Regions from separate parts of the Mus musculus genome. Here region 2 is linked to region 1. Evidence: chromatin contacts called from public HiChIP or PLAC-seq data. All regions are on one chromosome and are shown on one strand. Each heading gives the region's core, a stretch centred on a gene start, on an enhancer-like site or on the middle of the called end of the contact. The rest is flanking DNA. Distances are from core to core; before and after follow the strand shown. Region 1 holds the start of Best2 (bestrophin 2). Region 2 overlaps Gpt2 (glutamic pyruvate transaminase (alanine aminotransferase) 2).

What was found. HiChIP or PLAC-seq counts read pairs in DNA pulled down with a chosen protein or histone mark.
Region 2: a contact with region 1 is called in a FOXA1 HiChIP or PLAC-seq map of pancreatic cancer cells. The contact joins the enhancer-like site here to the promoter of Best2 in region 1. A contact is called at or near these places in 2 of 39 promoter capture datasets (HPC-7-derived erythroid cells and pre-B cells), 2 of 115 datasets of contacts at active chromatin or transcription factors (bone marrow-derived macrophages and pancreatic cancer cells) and 1 of 9 other capture datasets (embryonic stem cells).

Annotation. Positions count from the first base shown.
Region 1 is chr8:85,012,702-85,015,696 of GRCm38.p6, forward strand. It overlaps Best2 (bestrophin 2), which reads right to left and starts at 1,707. Exons shown (of 10, transcript NM_001130194.1): 1 at 1,676-1,707; 2 at 681-885; 3 at 489-583. The coding sequence starts at 832.
Region 2 is chr8:85,527,755-85,530,783 of GRCm38.p6, forward strand. Gpt2 (glutamic pyruvate transaminase (alanine aminotransferase) 2) reads left to right here. Exons shown (of 12, transcript NM_173866.4): 12 at 1-1,148. Among named protein-coding and RNA genes, the nearest start is that of Dnaja2, 26 kb to the right of the region's middle. Within about 2 kb of position 1,332, at least 41 of the 459 cell types and tissues checked have an H3K27ac peak or open chromatin away from gene starts, as enhancers often do. A contact at or near this core is called in pancreatic cancer cells, where this site is marked.

The DNA.
Region 1 (2,995 bases), core at 457-2,956:
TTTGAATGGAATAATATCTATTTCCTGGGGGGAGGGTGCTCAGAATGGGTGTGTGTGTGGAGGATAGTAACCTGACGCAGATACAACTTGTGATGTCTGTGGGTGAGGTGATGCTCCCAAGGGGCACCTTAGAGGACATCATAAAAAATGTCTCAGGATGTAGGGTCATATGGTCATCTTTCAGGTGTGGATTTGGAAGTGGGAAGCTCTGGAGGTTAGATTCCCCACCCCCCACCACGAGACAGGGTTTCTCTGTGTAACCCTGGCTGTCCTGGAACTCACTCTGTAGACCAGGCTGGCCTCGAACTCAGAAATCCTCCTGCCTCTGCCTCCCAAGTGCTGGGATTAAAGGCGTGCGCCACCACACCCAGCTTTGGAGGTTAGATTTGAGTCTTAGAGGGGTAGGAATGGGGGTCTCCAAGAAGCATGGATGGAAAACAGATTTCTCCCTTACGTAGGAATAAGATTCTCAGGGGGCCCAACCTCACCAAGTACGAAAGAGACGGGGATGAGGCTGGCGTACTGGTCGCAGTATATGACAAGCTTCTCGAAGTAGCGCTTCTGCTCTTCTGCCAGTAAGAAGCTGTGGGGTAGGGAATGCAGTAGCTACAGGTCTCCCCTCCACTCCCAGTCCCTTCCGCAGGGCTCAGATCCCCAGCCCCAACTCCAGGTCTTCTCACCGATAGGCGGCGCTTAGTGCCATGTAGAGTCCCAGGAAACATAACAGCTCTCGCCACAGGAGCTTGTAGATGCTTCCGCGCCACAGCAGCAGCAGCTGCGAGAAGCCACCGAAGCGGGCATTCGCCACTCTGGCTGTGTAGGTGACGGTCATCGCTGCGCCTGGCCAGTGTGGCCAATGGAGAAGGTTTTAGCCTGGGTCCGGGCCTGTGAGCCAAGGGAAGATGCTGGGAGGGGCTGATCCTGGGGCTTTCAGTTGAAGGTGGAGGTGCGGGCGACAGCGCAGCAGGTGATGATATCCAATGTCTCAGCACCCTAGCACCTCGTTGCCCTAGGGCGGTCCTCACTCCCGTCCTGGTACCACCCTACCCCAACCCCCAAACGCCCCCCCCCTTTTCCCGGGTCCTGGCCCTTTCTCGAGTTCCCATCTCCCAGTCTTGCTCTGCCTTCCTTCTCTAGACTGATGGTCCAAGCCCCTTGGACTTTATCTTAGGTCCCTCACTCCTAAACCTTTGGATGAATCTAGTCACTTTTTGACCTTCCTCCCACACACCCTCCTATCCCTTTCACCTGTACAACACTCAATCTTTTTGACTTCCTGAGTCTTCAGTTTCTAATCCTCAGGGTTCAATATCCCCCCTCTTGTTGCCCACTCTCCCAAGTTTGGCTTTCTCTCTGTCCTCTCTTGAGACTACAGTCTGCCCCGGCAGAACTACTATCCCCCTCATATTCAGAACTGCTCTGAATGGCGTCTCTAAAGCTCCGGCTCCCCAGTCTGTCCAGCAGCCTCCCTTCCTCTGACAAGGAACCAGCTTACCCCAATGCCCATTTAATCCCCCAGCTCCGACACCTCCAGGCCTTCTTCAGATTCTCCTTTACCTTTCTTCCTTTTGTGCTGCCCCTCCTAGCCTTCCACTCTGCCCCTCTCTCTCCAGGAGTCCTGCCCAAAGCCTGCCAGTCCAGGGCCATTTATTCTCCCAGACCTGGCCCTTCTCACCTGTGGCCGTACAGGGACACAAGGGACAGAGACTAAAAGGGAGGGTGTCTTCAGTATTGGGTGGGGCTGAAGCCAGACTGTTTGGGAAGGAGCTGGGGAGTGGGCGTGGGCAGCCCCTCCCAAGTCCATCCCCTTTAGTTGAGTTACAGCCTCAGAACTTTGTTTGGAGAAGGTCTGCCAGTTTGTCTCCTGGGCAGGGGGGTGGGGTTGGGTGGGGTAGTGGTAGTGTGTGTGTGTGTGTGTGTGTGTGTGTGTGTGTGTGTGTGTGTGTGTGTGTGGTCTGCCTTGTACTTTTTTGCTCCTCTTTGTATCCCTCCCTCCTAGGGAGAAGGTCCAAGGTATCTGGAACCTAGAGCTGAAAAAGCGGGAAGGAGAAGGTCTCTCTCTCTCTCTCACACACACACACACACACACACACCCCACATCCACAGCCCAGCAAGACTGGGTCACCCTTCAGTTTCCTGTGGTCTCAAGCTGTCACAAAGATGCACATCACATTGTAGACCCAGACACACATTTTGCTTCCCTTACCACAGTGGCAATCTACACTGTCACAGAGACTTTCAAGGTCAGCCAGGAATGCTGGCAGCTAAAGGCAGGAGGACTGTCATGAGTTCCATGCTACCCTGGGTTACAGAATGAGACGGAGTCCCACAAACCCAACAGATGGAGAGGTGGCTCAGTGGTTGAGTGTATATTGCTTCTGTAGAATTTGTCCCCCACACCCAGTCTGGTAGCTCACAACCACCTTTACCTCCAGCTGCAGGGGACCCAAGGGCACCTGTACCCAAGTGCACATATCCCAACCCAGGCAGAGACACATATAGACAGAAATGAAAAAGTACATGTGGTGACTAAGAACTCAAACTGCCTGTACTTTCAGAATTTGGTACCTATACCCCTACTGTTGCTTACAAGTGTCTAAAACCCCAGTTCTAGACTTTTTTTTTTTTTTTTTTTTGAGACAGGGTTTCTCTGTGTAGTAGTCCTGGCTATCCAGGAACTCACTCTGTAGACCAGGCTGGTCATGAACTCAGAGATCTACCTGTCTTTGCCTCTCAAGTGCATCAACACCACCCAGCTTGAAATAAATATTTTTTAAAAAACCCAATAGAGAAAAGAAGTCAAAGACACCTCCAAACTCACACGAGAAATAAATGTGGGAGCACCTCTCTCAAAATAGTGGGATAGTCCTAGGGTCAGAGGAGGAACTTGGGGGTTCCTGACATTTGCTAACGTAGTGAAGGCATATTTGCAAGGACTATAGGTGTAGCTTAACAGCAAAAGACTTGTCAAGCATTTGTAAAGCCCTAGACAACA
Region 2 (3,029 bases), core at 82-2,581, 510 kb after region 1:
GGTAGGTGGATTTCTGAGTTCAAGGACAGTCTGGTCTACAGAGTGAGTTCCAGGACAGCCAGGGCTACACAGAGAAACCTTGTCTTGAAAAACAAAAACAAAAACAAAAAAGACCTAATCACAACAAAACTGAAAACAACAGAAGCAATAAATGGTTGGGTGGATGTCACTGTTGAGTGGATCTGTGTATATGTGCATATATTTTTAGTATCTTATATATTTTAAATATGCACAAGTATAAATATATGTGTTCCTGAACAGTACATTTACCTAAGTATCACAAACTTGGTTAACCAACAGCTTCTGCTTCTTTTTTTTTTTTTTTGGATATTTTCTTTATTTACATTTTAAATGTTATCCCCTTTCCCAGCCCGGAAACTCCCTATCCCCACTCTGCCTGCTTCTATGAGGGTGCTCCCCCACCCACCCACTCCCGCCTCCCTGAGCTAGCATTCCCCTACACTGGGGCATCAAGCTTTCACAGGACCAAGGGTCTTTCCTCCCATCGATGCCCAAAAAGGCCATCCTCTGCTACATATGTGGCTGGAGCCATGGGTCACTCCATCTGTCCTCTTTGGTTGGTGGTTTAGTCTCTAGGAGCTCTGGGGAGGGGGCGGGGATGTTGGTTGGTTGGTATTGTTGTTCTTCCTATGGGGTTGCAAACCCCTTCAGCTCCCCCAGTCCTTTAACTCCTCTACTGGGGTCCCAGCTTCTGCTTCTTAGGGTTTGACCCTAAAGACAGGGAGTTGCTTAGTTGGAGAAACTTTGGAGGTCTTTTGTTTCTGTTTTTGTTTTGAGAGCCTTGCTCTCTGGCTGCCTAGTATGCTAGTACATCTGTACCCCAGGCTGACTTTAAACTACTGTGTAGTCTAAGGCTGACCTTGAACTCCTGAGGCTCTTGCCTTTACAGTCTACACTGGGATTGTGCCACCATTCCTGGCTCTAACAAGTTGTTAAAACTAATGTGGACTTTTGCTTTCTGCTGGCAGTAAAGTAAGAAGAGATTAAGGCCGGAGAGGTGGGGACAGGAGCTGGAGAAGCGATGGGTTGGGTTGTGCTATACGACATTGTATTGATCTTACCCAGGTTTCCCAGTTCACATTTGTCTTGGAATATGGCTTTCAAATTTAAAATTGTTTTTAAAATATGCTTTCTATATCTTTATTAAAATTTAGAAAGTATGCAAAGAAAAATAACTAGGACTCTAACTAGGAATCATTAGGAACCCACTCAACACAGTTTAAGCAAAGAAACTGACTATCCTGTGTAAGCTGTAGGGAAACTGGCTCTGTTTCTAATGTTTACTCTGGCAGAGGTTGCCTTGCCCCATTGCACATAGAAAATCTCATGGTCCCACGTGTCCTTTCCTGAGTCAGATATTTTGGCTTGTGAGAAGAGGGTGCTTTGCACAGGAAGGGGAGCCGTGTACAGAGGAGGTGGGAATGGCTGTTAGGATCGCCAGCCTTGCTGAGTAACATTGAGTCAGAAGAAACAACCCATGAAAAAGGGATGGTGCTACACTAACAGAGGCCACTTTAGTGTGGGTGTGGAGGATGTGTGTTCAAGAAGTGTATGTGTAGCTGGGCATGGTGGCTCAGGCCTTTAATCCCAGTACTCGGGAGGCAGAGGCAGGTGGATTTCTGAGTTTGAGGCCAGCCTGGTTTACAGAGTGAGTTCCAAGACAGCCAGAGCTACACAGAGAAACCCTGTCTCGAAAAAACAAAAACAAACAAACAAAAACCAAAACAAACAAAAAGAAGTGTATGTGTGTGCACACGAGTACAGGAGCTCACAGAGGCCAGAGGCATTGCATCCCCTGGTGCTGGAGTTGTGTAGTGAGCTGCTTGTGGGAGTCACAGCTAGTTGGTAGCTAAGTGGACAGAGAAATGTTTTGTAGCTTCCCTCACAGGAGCCCACATAGGAACACACACCAACTCTCTAGGGAGTAAATTATATTTTATTGTACAGTTGAGTGTGTTAAATACAGATCAGAAACTACAGATATTATTCTAGATGGGAGGGGAGGGGGTAATGTTGAGATGGTCTCACTGTGTAGTCCTGGTTGGCTTTGAACTCCTGCCTGCTCGCCAGTCCTCCTCTCTTCAGTGACTTGTGCTCCCCACCATGGCATGCTTTGTCAGCAGAGGCCTGGAGTGAGACAACAAGCCTTTAAATTCAACCAGATTCAGGCTCTTATGACACAGGCGGACTATTTCCCAGAATATCCCATGAATGGTCCCACTGGCTCTTCACTGGGAACCTTGTGAACCAGGCCTCTGCTGTCCCCATTGCTCTCAGAATTATTCTCCAGGTTCCCACGGGCATGACCCACTAAACTATGCCTGTAGTACTCAAAGGCTTTTCTAGCCCAAAGTTTCAAAACTCTTCCATGTTCCTCCAACAAACCAGTTCCAAACAGGTAAGAACTATATGGTTGGGTTTATCATGGCAACAGCCCCACTTCATGACAGTCTTTTTTTTTTTTTTTTTTTTTAGTATTCTTTTTTCCTGTTTGCCATGATAAAACACCTTGAGAAAGGAAGAAAGAGTTTATTTGGGCTCACAGTTTGAGGGCACACAGTCCAAGGTAGCAGGGAGTCGTGGCAGCAAGGCCTTGAGGGAACTGTCCACCCTGATGAGTGCTTGTATTGAGCCCACTTTCTCCTTTTTATTCATTATGGGACCTCAGACCACAGAATGTTATGTCCCACATTAAGGGTGTGTCTTCCTCTCGCAAATAACCTAACAAAGATTAAACACGTATATGACCAAATACTTGCTGTCATGGTGCTTCTAAGTCCTACTAATTGTCGTTCAGGATTGACCACAGCACTGAGTATGAGGCGCATGGACTTGTAGTCCCGACTCTTCTGCCTCTTCTTCCCTGGTACATTACAGGGTGTGTACCATACCCAGCTCCAGACCCTTGGATTTCCAATGATTCAATATAATGTCTTCAGATGGGTTCCACACTGTTATGTATGGTATGTTTTTAGTCACTGGGTTTATAAGATATCTTAGAGTGTGTA